Linked DNA regions of Mus musculus: regions 2, 3, 4 and 5 are each linked to region 1. Evidence: chromatin contacts called from public HiChIP or PLAC-seq and promoter capture Hi-C data. All regions are on one chromosome and are shown on one strand. The core of a region is the stretch at or near the end of the contact, and the rest is flanking DNA. Distances in the headings are between cores, read along the strand shown.

Evidence for each region. Promoter capture Hi-C pulls out the DNA fragments that hold promoters and counts their contacts. HiChIP or PLAC-seq counts read pairs in DNA pulled down with a chosen protein or histone mark.
Region 2: a contact with region 1 is called in a promoter capture Hi-C map of liver, with 4 times the contacts expected there. The contact joins the promoter of 2900060N12Rik here to the promoter of Rnf144a in region 1. A contact is called at or near these places in 8 of 39 promoter capture datasets (the 3T3-L1 cell line, cranial neural crest, hippocampal neurons and 4 more), 1 of 484 Hi-C or Micro-C datasets (Sertoli cells), 2 of 115 datasets of contacts at active chromatin or transcription factors (astrocytes and thymic regulatory T cells) and 1 of 9 other capture datasets (adipose tissue).
Region 3: a promoter capture Hi-C map of pre-B cells shows a contact between it and region 1. The contact joins the promoter of Klf11 here to the promoter of Rnf144a in region 1. A contact is called at or near these places in 6 of 39 promoter capture datasets (cranial neural crest, hippocampal neurons, liver and 2 more) and 2 of 484 Hi-C or Micro-C datasets (CD4 T cells and LSK cells).
Region 4: a contact with region 1 is called in a promoter capture Hi-C map of pre-B cells, with 4 times the contacts expected there. The contact joins the promoter of Grhl1 here to the promoter of Rnf144a in region 1. A contact is called at or near these places in 4 of 39 promoter capture datasets (cranial neural crest, frontonasal cranial neural crest, pre-B cells and 1 more), 1 of 115 datasets of contacts at active chromatin or transcription factors (memory CD8 T cells) and 1 of 9 other capture datasets (adipose tissue).
Region 5: an H3K27ac HiChIP or PLAC-seq map of T-cell acute lymphoblastic leukemia shows a contact between it and region 1, with 5 times the contacts expected there. The contact joins the enhancer-like site here to the promoter of Rnf144a in region 1. A contact is called at or near these places in 10 of 39 promoter capture datasets (the 3T3-L1 cell line, 3T3-L1-derived adipocytes, hematopoietic stem and progenitor cells and 5 more), 1 of 15 datasets of contacts at CTCF or cohesin (large pre-B cells), 1 of 484 Hi-C or Micro-C datasets (bone marrow-derived macrophages) and 3 of 115 datasets of contacts at active chromatin or transcription factors (T-cell acute lymphoblastic leukemia, VIP interneurons and large pre-B cells).

The regions. Positions count from the first base shown.
Region 1 is chr12:26,413,914-26,416,613 of GRCm38.p6, reverse strand. Rnf144a (ring finger protein 144A) reads left to right here and starts at 1,352. Exons shown (of 10, transcript NM_001081977.2): 1 at 1,352-1,513. It overlaps Mir6538 (microRNA 6538), which reads left to right and starts at 1,604; the gene lies at 1,604-1,713.
Region 2 is chr12:24,829,889-24,832,588 of GRCm38.p6, reverse strand. It overlaps 2900060N12Rik (RIKEN cDNA 2900060N12 gene), which reads left to right and starts at 1,272. Exons shown (of 3, transcript NR_166876.1): 1 at 1,272-1,769. Mboat2 (membrane bound O-acyltransferase domain containing 2) reads right to left here and starts at 990. Exons shown (of 13, transcript NM_026037.3): 1 at 815-990. The coding sequence starts at 889.
Region 3 is chr12:24,649,998-24,652,697 of GRCm38.p6, reverse strand. Klf11 (Kruppel-like factor 11) reads right to left here and starts at 1,327. Exons shown (of 4, transcript NM_178357.3): 1 at 1,132-1,327. The coding sequence starts at 1,173.
Region 4 is chr12:24,570,946-24,573,645 of GRCm38.p6, reverse strand. Grhl1 (grainyhead like transcription factor 1) reads right to left here and starts at 1,359. Exons shown (of 16, transcript NM_001161406.1): 1 at 1,188-1,359. The coding sequence starts at 1,207.
Region 5 is chr12:25,053,481-25,056,180 of GRCm38.p6, reverse strand. Kidins220 (kinase D-interacting substrate 220) reads right to left here. Exons shown (of 32, transcript NM_001081378.1): 31 at 2,147-2,383. Among named protein-coding and RNA genes, the nearest start is that of Id2, 41 kb to the left of the region's middle. Within about 2 kb of position 1,415, at least 79 of the 459 cell types and tissues checked have an H3K27ac peak or open chromatin away from gene starts, as enhancers often do. A contact at or near this core is called in T-cell acute lymphoblastic leukemia, bone marrow-derived macrophages, hematopoietic stem and progenitor cells and 2 more, where this site is marked.

The DNA of each region.
Region 1 (2,700 bases), core at 103-2,602:
ACCTGAGTTTAATAACCAGCATCCATGTAAGAATACAGATGTGGTGCATGCTCAGCATCCTAGCACTGGATAATGGGGGTTGGGGTAGAGGCAGAAGGTCTCCTGGAACTTGCTGGCCAACAGGTCTGCATGAATTAAAGGGGTTTAGGTTCAGAATATACAGTAGAGAAAAAGAGGTGAACACCCCAGCATTGACTTTTGGCTTGCACTCACATACACATGTATAAACACAAATATGCACCTGGGAATGTAGCAGCAGACGGTAGATGGTACAGAGCTTTTAATCCTGTTTTAATTCTCTAGGGGAAAACTAGAGAAGTTGAGTTAGCAAATGGAGGCTCTCCAGTCCCCCAGCCAAAGAACGCAGTCCACAGCTGTTTGGACCCAAAGTGCTTGAGCAGAACATCTTAGGAGAGAGAGAGAGAGAGAGAGAGAGAGAGAGAGAGAGAGAGAGAGAGAGAGAGAGAGAGAGAGAGAGAGAGAACGCACACAAGTGTGGTGTGTGTGTGTATGTGTGTGTGTGTGTGTGTCTTGGATCCCCCCAAGGGCCTTCCCTAGTTAACTCCCACCTCCTGACATTCCCAGAGCCTCTCAGAAATATCTTTACCAGATGCAGACCAAGCGTTCAGAACACATGCCTGTGGGAACATTTCATTCTAGCCTTAATACATACTCAAAAGGTTCACCCATTTTTGCACGTTTGACATGAACTTCCAGGACCTACCAGAGGGATTGCAAGATAATAACTTATGGGAATTCCCATCCACTGGTGGATCTTAGGCTCTAAGGGAAAGAAACGAAATGCTTTGGCTTGTGCTTCATATATATGCACAGAGCCTCAGCCTCAGGTCCAAGCAGGTTGAGGACTCTTCTCATTCATTTGCATTATCAGAAGTTAGGGTGAAAAGATGATTCTTTCATAGTATTCATGGTAAACTACTCACAGGCAGGATAGCTGTCGGGCAGGTTCTGGCAAGTCCAGAGACTTGCTGTAATTTGCATAGACAGACTACTCTAGAGGGTCCCAGATACTTCACTGAGTGAGATTTCCAGCTTCTGACTGGTAGGGTCGGGATTTTTCACTCGTTTCTTTCTAGCTGTTGGCACTCGTTCTTCTAGTATTGAAAACAGGGGTCCAACTTCAGGAGGACTCATTGCCCCCTTGTCCCGCCACCCCCACCCCCCAACTGATCTGGGCCCTCCCTTTGGCATTGCTGGGGGCTGCTCGCCTGGTCCTGGTGCATGGACATTAAGGCACCTCTGAACGGCAGGGGGCGCTGGCGTGCAAACTGGCTCTGCCTCCCGCGCCCGCGCTTAGTGCGCGCTCGCGCCCCGTCGACCCCGCGCGCAGTTCTCAGGGCGCAGGGCGGGGAGGCATAAAGGGCGCTGCGCTGCGGGGCGGGCTGCACGCGGGAGGCTGACGGGGCAGCGGCACCCGCGAGCCGGCACCGGGCGGGGCCATCACAGCCACGCGCAAAGAGGCCGAGCGGGAGCCCGGACCGCGCGGGACCAGGTGGGTGACGCGCGCGTCCCCTTTGTGTCGGCATCGCCCGAGCGGGCCGCGCGGGATAAGGCTGTGCGGGGCTGGTTTCGGCCCCCTAACCCGTGCTGCCGGGCGGGGACCCCGCGGGCTCCGGGGCGGCGATGGGGACTATGCTCCGGGATTCCGCTGGGTGACGGCCGCGTCCTCCTGGCCGCTTGCACTTGGGGATCGCGCGCCACGGAGAAGTCTCCAGCCGCAGGCGCGGGGTGTGCTTTGCTGGAGTGGCCCGGGTGGGCGGCCGTCTGCAGGCCTTGGGTGGACTCCCGCCGTGACCTGGACATGGGCAGAGCGAGGGCGTGGGGAAGGTCGGGTCCGTTCTGGCCAGTGGCAGTCGCGAGTACCCCGCAGTGCTTAGCCGCGCCTGGCCGTGGGCATGGTCCTCTGCTAGCCTCTGGCCCAGGAGTCTCCGTGTCCCTTGTACCCCTCTTGCCCAAGGAAGTCCCCTCAGGACTCTCGTATCCCGTGCTCCGCATTGCTCCCGGTTTTCTACACCATCCGTGGAGCTCAGAGATTGTATCGCTCCTCCTGCTAAAACTGAAGGCTTCCTGGCCGCCGCCGTTGCGCGGGAAGAGGCGACTTCTTCACCCTAGGCGGGTCTCTGGTGGTCGCACTTAAAGTTTGCTCTAGTTCTTGTTTTGGTCTCTTTTTTTCAGAGAATACTTTAAAGTATACTTATTTTGAACAGTCCTACAGCCTGCTTGGTACAGGGTCAAAGGCCAAGTAACAAGGAGAGCTAGACAAGGCTCTGGGAAACCTTCCCAGGGTTCCTGTGTCCTAGGATTAGAAGGACAGTCCAATCTTGCTTAGGACAGTTCTAGGAAGGAAGGGCCTTCCAGGCGTGGTGTCTGGGAGACAGGTCCTTCTCAATGACCCCGGCCAGGGTAGTAGTTTAGACGGCTAAGAGACGCACATAAACACAGTAGCAGACAGAAGGAAAGGTGGTCAGTGTGCCCTCCGATGAGAGAGCAGAGACAGGGGCCTTTCTAAAGGAGGGATGTGGAATCAGATGACCAGTGGGGCGTAGCCAGGGTGGGGGAAAAAGCACCAGCAAAGGAATGCAGAGTGTGAAGAACCGTTCCCACGGGGTTGCCTCCTTGGCTCCCAAAGAGCCAAAGTTTCGCTCCTCTTCAGCCATACCATTGGTCTGGACTACTTTT
Region 2 (2,700 bases), core at 23-2,522, 1.6 Mb after region 1:
CAATTTCCTTCAGTACTGGAGCTAGACCAGCTATCTAACCATACCCCACCAACAACTTTCCCAGACCTTTCTCAGGACATACTTCCAAAGTTCCTTTGCTCAATAAAAATGGCGCTGCTTTCTCCATCCCAATGCTGTTTATTTCAGTAATCCTGAGGCCCTTTAAACAATCAAATTCGACTGGCCTCATTTAAATGCCAGCCTTCCCTAGTGTCAAAAGCTTCTCTGGGGGTAGGGTGAGGGGGTAGGATGGCTGCTCCTATCCACAGCTGCAACTTTTTCACCAGAAACCCTAGCATCGTGAAGTCACGTTGACTTCTCTTCATAACCTGTCTTCCCCCAAACTGTTGCCTCTCCGTCTATTGAGCCACACTTCAATGCAAACTGTCCCCAAGTGCAGAAGAGCTTAAGCCTCGTCCATCCACGCCGTGTCCTGGGCACTCGGCACCCAAACCATTCTTAGTCTCCCGATAACCCGCAGCAGTGCCAGGTCCACCGGTCCCGGGACTCCCGGGTCCGACGCCCGGTGGCCCGGCAGCGACAGCATGCACGCGCGCACGTCTGTCTAGCCCTCCCCGGCGGGCTGTCGCCGAGCCTCCGCCCGCGCCCACCCCCGCCCGGGCGGCGATGGGAGGCTGGGTGGGCACAGAGGCACCAGCCGGAGCGACAGCCGAGGGGACAAGGCCAGCCGCGCGCCCCCGCCCCGCCGGGCGCCGGGCACGGCGGTCCCGGCCCCAGCCCCCACCCTGCTCCCGCCCGGGTGGCACCGCGGCCGGCAGAGGCGGCCAGGGCACGACGCCCCGGACGCCGGTACCTGATCGATGGGCAGTTGCACGGCGTTGCTGAGGGGCTGCAGCAGGGTGGAGCCCGTGGTGCTGGTGGTGGCCATGGCCGGGCCTCGGCGCTGCGTCCGCTCGCTCCGGCCAGGCGCCGCTTGCTTGCTTGCTCGCTCTGTGCCGAGCTACGCCGAGGATGGGGATGCAGCGGCGCGCCCGCCCCTCGGCCGCCCGCGGTCGGAGCAGCCGCGCGGGGAGGGGCAGTGGGCGGAGTTAGTGGCCCCGCCCACTGCTGGGCGCCCCGCCCACCCAGCCGCGCGGCCCCCTCACGCCGCCGGGCGGCCCGATTTCCAGCAGCTTCCAGAGCCCCCTCCCCACCTCGCGCACTCGTGCGCCAGACAGCTCCGCGGTCCAATGGCGTCGCGGCGCCCCGACTCCCACAGCCAATCAGAGGACGCTGGCCTCGCCGCGCCCCTCCTCCGTGCTGAGGACCCCAGCGAGGGGCTGAGGCTCGACCATGGCTGTCGCCCGAGGGCGACCGAGAGTCAGGCTAGCTGGTGGGGGCGTGTGAGGGCGGCTTTGCCTCCGCCTCTGCTCACTTCCTTTCTCAGGAATGGTGGGCGCCGTCCCCACCCCTCACTGGCAGTGACGGTGGACAACAAAGGGGCTCGGGGTGGCGGCCAGACAAAGAGTTGCAGCGCCGGGGGAAGTTGGGAACAAAGGTAGGGGGCTGGGAGCTTCAGGGAGACGCGCTACAAGAACCCCAAAGCAGAAAGTGCCTTTGTCTCCTGGGCTGCCCAAACTTGCGGAAAGCCGGGTGGTCCTACCTCACCCGCCGCCCACCTGGGCCTGATCGGCCGCGCTGGGACGATGCCCTCACCGCGCATCCAGCTGAGAGGGAAACAGGTCGGACCTGGGCAGCGCCCGAGGGAAAGCCTGGGTAGCCAGCGGCCGGCATGTAAAGGCCCCGCCTCCTCAAAGGAAAGGCTGCTGGTAAGCATCCCTTCGTGCCTGCGAGCCTCTCTGCCAGATGTGAATTCTGCTGTGTCCACACCTCCATTCCAGGAGGGCAGTTAGTGTGTCAGCCCTACAAATGTGATCTCTTACCCTTTAAACTAGCCATGGGAACACCTGGAAAATGCCAGCATCGTCCTCTCAAAATCCAAGGATTTGGAAACTAATATTTAAAGGGGGGCGGGGGTTTAAATGTGCTGCTAACACTGCTTTTAAAGGTAGACTTATGTGAGTCCCCACAACAACCATGTGAGGCAGGTATTGTAACCACCCTCAATCTAGCAAGGAAATTGAATTCCAGAAAAATTACATAACTTAACCAAGAGCTAAATAACAGTGTGTGGGGGGGGGGGGGGCCTGAGATCCAACTAATTTAGCCCCAGTTTTGACCTCTTAAAGACAAGGCCCTCTTCATTCTCAGGTTTAACACCCACTCCAGAATAGCCATCAACTACTAGGTACAGCACTTCCTCAAGGACCACTCTAGAGGCTTCAGTAGTAAGAGCGGGCAAGTAGTGCTTCAGGAAACCTGGCTGTGGACTCAGCTCTCTCTGAAAAGGGGGTTATTGAATTTAGTTGGGATAGTCTCTTGCTGCTAATATTCTCTGGGTGAACAGCTGAGTCCTAGTAAGGTAGTCTTTTAGAGGATGGGGAGAAAATAATTGAGATCTTTCACTCTTAATATTGTGTTCCAACTAGCTGGGACCAATTAGAAATCAAACCTGTCCAATAATCTACTTCCTAAAATAGTCCCAAGTCTGGACCTCTCTATTAATATAACCTTGGATCGAGGACCTCTTTGTCTCTGTCTCCTCCCCCCCCCCCCTTTAGGGACGTGTTGAGAAAGTGTACAGGTGGCTGAACATATAAACTGAAGGGAAAAATTAAAATACCATTTTAAAACCTTAAA
Region 3 (2,700 bases), core at 78-2,577, 1.8 Mb after region 1:
TACATATTTTCTGAGCTTCAAAACTTCCTGTCTGTCCAGATTCCCCTTCACTGAACAGGCAAAGATATGACCATAGGGGCCAGACAACCTCCTGGAAGGGTATTTTGATTATGAGCCTTCAAGTGGAATCAATGTCCAGCCCCATACTAGGAAAGAATGCGAACGTAGGTTCCCTTGAGTCCATGTAATACTGTGTTCTCACCAGGAACCTGCTCCGCACCACTTCTCTGGCCCCCTACATTTCTATCAGGTTCTGTTGCTCCACACCCTACACCTTCTGACAGAGGTCCCTGCCATGACTTCACTCAGTCCCTGGGCCCAAGCCTGCAAAGTCCCATTTTACCACACCCCTTCTCACTTAGACTCCACCCTTCGCCCAGCTCTACCCTTACCAGCCCATTAAGCTTGGCTGACACACCTCTTCGAACCACACTCTTGCACACTCGCCTATCAAGACACACTATTGCCTTGCTCCTCATTCCGTCGTAACCCCATCCAGGCACTCTGGCCACACCCTCCTGAGATACCTTTACTTTGGCTCCACCCACAGCCCCTCCCACTGCACTCCTACCAGATGCTCTCACCACACTCCCTCCCTTCGGCTTAGCCTTTGCCCCGCCCCTAGATAAACTCTCACTATGCACTCTTACATCGGCCCCGCCCCACAGTCCTACCAGAGGTTCTCACCAAGCTCTCTAGCTTCGGTTCCGCCCTCTTACACTACTACCAGGTGCTTTCACCATGTCCTTCGCCTTGGTCCCATCTAGTTCCCCCAATATCTCCTCCAAGCACGCTTGCCCACGCCCTAGCTTTGGCCACGCCCCCATGCTGCGCCCCAGCTTTGACTCCGCCCCCAAGTTCCCGCCAGCCGCGCCCACATCCAACAGCGGTCCTCCTCTGGATTCGGGTGACGTCATGGCTGGAAATAGCCGCGCCGGGCGGGGCCGCAGCGGACCAGAGACAAAGCTGAAGGCAGGCTGCCGCGCTAACACACCCCCCTCCCCACCCTGACCCGGCCGAGCCTCCGGGTCCCTGTCCGGACCAGAGCAAATCCGCAGCCCCCACCGCAGCGAGAAGTCGCCATCCCTCCCGCGTCCCCCGTCTCGTCCCGCGCTCAGCCCCGTCACTTACCGCGCGCCCGTCGCCGGGGCCGGTGGAGCCCGGCGAGTGCATGGTGCCGTATGGCCTGCAGGCAGCAATGCTGCGAGGCAGGAGCCCTGCGTGCGGCGGAGGCTGCACGTGTGCGGCGGGCGGCGGTGTCCCGAGCGTCTGTTCCCGGCGCGCACCTCCGCCTTCCTTGCCGCGCGGCTCTGCCTCCGCGCGGCCCGGGAGGCGCGGGAGGGGCGGGGCGCCACGGAGGGAGCGGCCCTGGGCGGGGCGCGCGGGCAAACCAAAATACACCGCTCCCTGCTGGGGGCATGGCCTCTGCCGCCAGCCAATCAGCGCCAGGCCGGCAAGAAGCGGGCCAATGGGCGCCGCGGGGGGGCGCGTGATCGGAGCCTGGCTGCGGCGTGATCCGGCGGGGCGGGCGGCGGCACGTGTTTTGGTCCGGGCTAGAGGCGGGGCGTGAGGCCTGGAAAGTAGGGGAAAGGTCCCGGCGGCGGCGCGGCGGCAGTCGACCGCAGTAAGGTCCTCTTCTGCCGCAGGGGCTGCTCGCAGAGGTCGCGCGCTGGCCCCACGCCGTGGACGGATCTGGTAGGCGGGACCCACAGGGACGGCCTCACCCTGTCTCTAATTTCTTTTAAGCTGTCGTTGGCTCTTAGGACCGCATCTCTGCCCAGGAAGAGGCTTGAAAGCTGCTTGGGTTTAGGGACGACATCCGCTTTTTCCTGCATGGCGCCAGATCAAATGCTCTTCCTACTCTAATCTGCCTTCTGCTACAAAAGAACTACAGCCGTGTAGTCAGCCACTCGACATGTACCTAATGAAGCCTGCGCATCCTCCCCAGTGGCCATACAAAGGACACCCACTTGGGGTGTCCTCAGGCCTACGTGAGACCTGACCCAAATCCTGAGTATCCGTTTTTTCCCCTTGGGCCTTTAGGTGCGGTTATTCATGTACACTCATCACAAGTCTTGGAGAGCAGAGGTCAATGCATGCAGTATGTCGTGCCCACCTCCAACCTACAGTGCAGCAATAGGGCACCCCTCTACTAACCCCCTGATGCCTCACTGCAGAGCCTTGAAACTAGTGGAGGTCTGGGAGAATCATTGCTGATATGAGCAGACAGGAGCTGGACATTATGCTGCCTATTTTTATCAGACAGGTGAGCAGGCAGAGAGGCAGGCAGGCAGAGAGCCCTGTCCTTAAGCTGGTAAGGCCTAAGGGTTATAGTTGCAACCCTGATTCCTCAGTTTCACACTGGCTTGACAATGGAATTAAGTGAACCAAAGAAAGGGAGTTTGTTGAAAGTAACAGTAGGAGTGTTTAAAGGTGAATTCACATGTCTAACTACTGGGGCATTTAACACACATGGAGTTAGTCTTCTACTTGGGCCTGTTTAAATTGTTTTTGCTTCATTCCCACACTGAATTTCTGACTCCCCGTGTTCACCCTTACCTATAATGCCTCCGCCCCATCCAACGTCCCTACTGTCTCCTGTTCTCTCCACACGTGGTTTTATGGCGTATGTGTTGGAGAATAATCTCCAGAGTAATATGTTAATAGTATTTGGAGAGGGAGCCTTTGGAGGGTGATTGG
Region 4 (2,700 bases), core at 110-2,609, 1.8 Mb after region 1:
AGATGGCGGTTCCGGTTCCGTGGTGAGAGTCTCTGGTGTACTGCTGAGCTATTATTAATAGTCTAATAGCCACTTCCAGAAGACTCTGACAGCAGTTGGCTCGCTCAACAGTCGTAATGCTAGTTTTTCAAGCTTCCCTTCTCCCATCCCATCCAACATTGGTACAAGCATCAGAAAATAAATATTTTCCAAGTGGCTTTATGTCTGCAATTACCCTGAAGGCATTTTATATTTCCAAAGTATGCCTAAGGCCAAGAGGCTGGCACTGGGACTTTTGCCTAGTCAGTAAGTAGAGAAATAAACACATGAACAATTGCAGCCCACTTCTTCAAGAAGAGCAAGTTGTTGCTCCGGCCCTGAAGGTTCATGGGTGTTTTCAAATGAGCCTCAGACCTTCAAGAGTTATAGGTCAGGATTCTAAAAGGAAAGCCGAGCACTACCTGAACTTCATTTTCTACAAGACAAGATTAATCTCTTACTGATTCCACACTCAGCTAACCTTCATCAGAAAACAAGCATGAGAAAAATCCACCCTTAACAAGTTAACTATGAAACCAATTCTTCACTCCAGATTTACTGAGCCGAGATAAGACAGACTTGATCTTTCAGAACATCTTCATATTTATAGAAAAGTTGCGAGTAAAATCGAGAACTGCCCCCACACAAGTCCTGCCAACGTCTGATCACATCTTACATCATCACTGAACATTTCTCGCTGCTTTCTTATGTCCCAAACTCTAAAAAGCAATCCCGATTCGACAGTGGTCTCTAACTTTATCACCCTGCGTGCAGTTTCTTCCTCTTGATATTCCCAAACGGCAAAAATAGTCTTCTGTAATTACCATCGGTGATGCAAGGGCCCAAGAACACCCACAGCAGATTTCTCACACAGCAGCCGGAGTGAAGAAAACGCGCGGGCAGCGGACACTTCAACCTTCCCCTAGATCTCTCGCTCCGGCAGCTCCGCAGGTGACAGGAGGCTGCCCAGGGTCCACCCGTCCCCACCGGTCCATGAGCGCGGGGCCCGGGAGCCCGGGAGCCCTTAGACGACAGGCCGAGTGTCCCCCCCCACCCCCTAGCCTCGCCCCACCCAGCCTGTCCTCCCAGCTCCCGGAACCCGCGCCGTCGCCGCGGCAGGTGCGGTGGCCCCCGGGCCCTGGCCGGACTCGCGCCCGCGCCTCACTCACTTGTCGTACTCCTGTGTCATCGCGCTCGCTCGCCGCTGCCGGGCCGCAGAACTGGACTTTCGGGTTGGGACAGTACACCCGATCCGGGGGGAGGAGGCGGCGGCGGGCGGCGCGCGGCGGCAGGCGGTGGGTCCGGAGCGGCGGCCCCGACGGGTTGGGTTCGCTTTTCTCGCTCTGAGCCGGCTCGGCGCGGGCTGCGCGCACTGGGCGCTGGGCTCGGCCTCCCATTGGCTGGCGGAGCTCCGGCCCAAGGCGGAGCTTCTGGAACTGGGAGGAGGGAGCTCCTCCTGATTGGTGAGATGGAGCTCTGGGGAGGAGCCTGGGGGCGGACCGGAGGGCGGGGGCCACGCGGTGCTCGGCGGTGCTCAGCGGCGCTGGGGAGCTTGCGCGCGGCTGGCCCCGGTGGCGCCGGCCGGTAGTGCCGCCGGCGCCGAGAGGCTTCGGCGCACACCCGCGTGGGCGCGTTTCACCTTCCAGTTCTCTCTCGCGGTCAGTTCTCCGGCCCCAAGGCCTCTGCCTGGGAAATACCTAGGGAATTTCTTTGCAGCTGTGCAGGTTTGGAGGTTTCCTTCTGGTTCATCTCTCAGTGCCCACCATGTGACAGTCGCCAATCTGCACAGCCTCTTAATAACCCACGTTTCCCCGGCCAGCGGTCCCTGTTTATTGGGCACCTATCAAGTGTCAAAAGCATCACTCTAAGACACCTTCCCAAGCCCCAGAGGTCCCCACCAGCCTCCTGAGGGCATCTGAACTTGCTTGGCTCTTCATCTGCCCAGCGCTATATTTGGACTTTAGCATCCTCAACCCCTACCTACTACCTGTGTGGTCTTTCTGTTTGGCCAGCTCCAGATTGGCTTCCACTTTTTCCTCCCATATCCTAACCCCTTTTTAAACCATTTTCCTATGGGTCGGTTTCTTTAACCTCAGCCTCAGGCCTACAACAGTAGAGACAGGGACCTAGACAGAGAGGACAAGGCAGAGACAGAGCAGGCAAATTTTCCTGCCTCCTAGAGCGTCCTACTTTGAGAGTCACGGTGACTCCTTTGGTGTGCGGAGAGAGATGGCACTCTTTGCAGGTGGATGGGGAAAGTAGAGTGGAGCTCTCTGGGTTTAAAGATGTAGATGGCGAGGGGGTGGGCATAAGGGTGAAGGCACAGCTATAGACCGTGATAGAGGAGACACGAGTGTGTCCACTGAGGAGCTAGGAAAGCAGTGTGGCCAGAGAGTAACTGGGCACTGGTGCAAACTGTAGAGCCCCGCGGGTTTCTGTAAGGCCTTAAGTGAGGAAGCTTTGAAGGACTTGCGGTAGGGCATAGACAGACTTCACTCGTGTTTTCAAATAATCTGGTCACTGAATGGTAGGGAATCAGCAGGAGGCAATTTCAAAAGAGACAAGCAAAAGATAAATAGTAGCCAGAAGCATGACCCGGGGTGATGGGACACTGAGAAGGGTTTGAATTCTAGATGCCTCTGTGTTCAAACGAACAGGATTCTCTGAGACCCAAAGGGCAGG
Region 5 (2,700 bases), core at 166-2,665, 1.4 Mb after region 1:
TCAAATTATTTGACAAAATTGGAAGTTCCTGTCCAATTTTAATTCAGAGAAAGAAATGTTCTTAAAATGGGGGGTGGGGGGATAACACAGATTTGCAATGAACCTCAACAGAAGCTGTGGGTTCGCTGGACCCCAGGGAAATCAGGACGGGAGACTTAAGTTCAGTTTCTAGTACTGGGCTTTAAGGGACCAGCTGCTTTAGACTGTAGAAACGCTAACAAATGAACAATTAAAAGTACAGATTAGAAAAAAGAAACAGGGGAAGAAAGAAGCAGCGTCAAGAGAGTTTACAATCAGACCACAGGAAAGGCTAGAACCCAGGCACAGAGAGAGGCGAGACCATCTTTTCTCTGGAAAGGAGACAGCATCTGTCTCCTTGAAGAGGTCCCACAGGATGCTGTCAGACTAGAGGAGTGATACCTCCCCCACCCACTAATGCAGCTCTCCTCAAAGGCTGTGGGGCCCCTGTACAGGGGACCCATGTGTCCTGAACTGCACTCTGCAGGACATGATGGTGGTCTGTGCCTTCTCTCCTTCATTCACGGAGTGCCCAGAGCTACATGTATGTGTGTTGTCTCAGGAGATGTGAGGGAAGGAGCAACTGGGGACCCAGCAGTCTTCTATGAAGACAATCATAAAGATATGTTAAAACATTCCCATTCCCACTGGACGGTTTTGTTTGAAAAAGTAGCATTTTTTATAAAAATATTATTTATGCTAGTATATAATTACTTAAAATATTTAGAAACATTTTCAGGTTCTATTTAGCTATTTATAGTAACTTACATATGCAAAAGTTTTCTGGGCCCTGATAATTTTTATTACGTGTGTGTGTGTGTGTGTGTGTGTGTGTGTGTGTGTGTGTGTGTAGGTGAGAGGACAACTTTGAGGAGTTGGTTTTTTTTCCTTAAAGCATGTGGGTCCCAGGGATGGATCACACTCAGGTCACTGGGTTGTAGGAGCATCTTTATTGCTGAGTCATCTTGCCAGCCCAGAGACCTGCCTAAGGCTAAGAACAAAGGCTAAGCTCAAAGGGCTGTGAGAGCCGCAGGCAGGCAGGCAGGCAGTGAGGATGGAAGGGTACAGGAGGAAGCACCTGCAGGGGAGTAAGGAGGAGCAGTTTCTCAGAAAGCTGGAAAGGAAAGGAACTACGTCTGTCGGAACAAAGACACCAAAGGACCAAGTATGAACTGAGCACACTGTAAAGCAATTCTTACAATAGTCAGTATTTAATAATAATAAAAAATGACTTCTTCACTTAAGGCACACAGTATGGAGAAAATTAAAAATATTTTCACTGCCAGACAAAAGCCCTCCCAGGAGCACCCGCCAGGCTTGGTCTTCCCCTCCGTCCAGAGCACAGCTTCCTTGCTGTTACTTCCTCACTGCTCCTCTGCACACTGCTCTGGTTCTCCCCCTCCTTCTTCCTCTTCCCTCCTCCTCACGCATACCCCACTTGTACTTCTGCTTCTGACGCCTGCACACCTCTAAGAATATCCCCACAGAAGACGTGGTACAGGCCTGTGGTCCTACCACACAGGCTGCTGCTGAGGCAGGGGAATCTCTTGAGCCCTGGGGTTGAAGGCCAGCCTGAGCAACATGAGAGAAAGAATAAGTGGGATGCGTAGTGCGTGCTCCTATGTATGTGACTTGGGGAACCAAACTGAAGGTGTCAGTAGGACAGCAGGAAGCTAGTCTTCCATACAGGTGCACTTTGGCTGGTAATTACCATATCCCACAGGAAAATACCAAAAGAAAGGAAAGTTTGCAACCACCCTAACACAGCCCCATCCTCACTCTATGTAGACAAGGCTGGACTCGAACTCAGAGATCCTCCTGCCTCTGCCTCCGGAGTGCTGGGATCAAAGGCGTGCACCATCAGGCCCAGCCCCCCATTCTTACTCTCCTACCATTGTCTTCTGGGACTGCTTTCACTCTTCCTGTCAATTCTGAATAACTTAACTTCCTCTGTATTTTGCTTCTGTATTTCTTCCCCTTCAAAATAAACCCAACTCCTTCAGTAGATGGCCCTTGCTCTTGCCCAGCTGGGTTCTCAAGCAACACTGCCTGAATGAGTGTTTTAATGCACCAGAATATCTGCAGTCTTTATTCTCCAATTATATGAAAAATGACACAAAATAAATACCTGCCAACTCAGATTACTGTGCCGTGGGGCTCCCTCGTCTAGGCCAAGCGTGTTCAGTTCTTCAAAGCTGAAGTTCAGGGTGTAGGGAGTCTGGCTGGAAAGCTCCGTGTGGGGCAGTTCACTGTGAGAAGTGCGGCGAGCAGATTCCCCATGAGCAACGGGGGCACTGGAGTTTTCATTGAGAAAACGTGGGTCTTCGGGGACCACCTGGTTTTCCACACTTCTCATTTCTAAGACCTTGGGAGAAGAAGAATCATTGTTTGCATCGTCAAACCCCATTACAGAGGCTTCAGAGAGCGCTAAAGTACAGGACAGTACTGTTCCTGCAAGAGGGTCAAGAAAGCACACTGCCCACTGCGATGGTCCAGTGACGTTATGCCAAATCTTACCTTAATCCTATTAACAATGCTAAGAGAAGTATCCGCATTTAGTGTACAACTTTTAAAACTTAAAAACCAAAATTCAAGTGGAGTGTGTAAAGAAAGCCAGAGCCAAGCAGAAAGCATTGAGACTTACAATGATAGGGACGCTGACCTCAGTATAGAACAATTCTA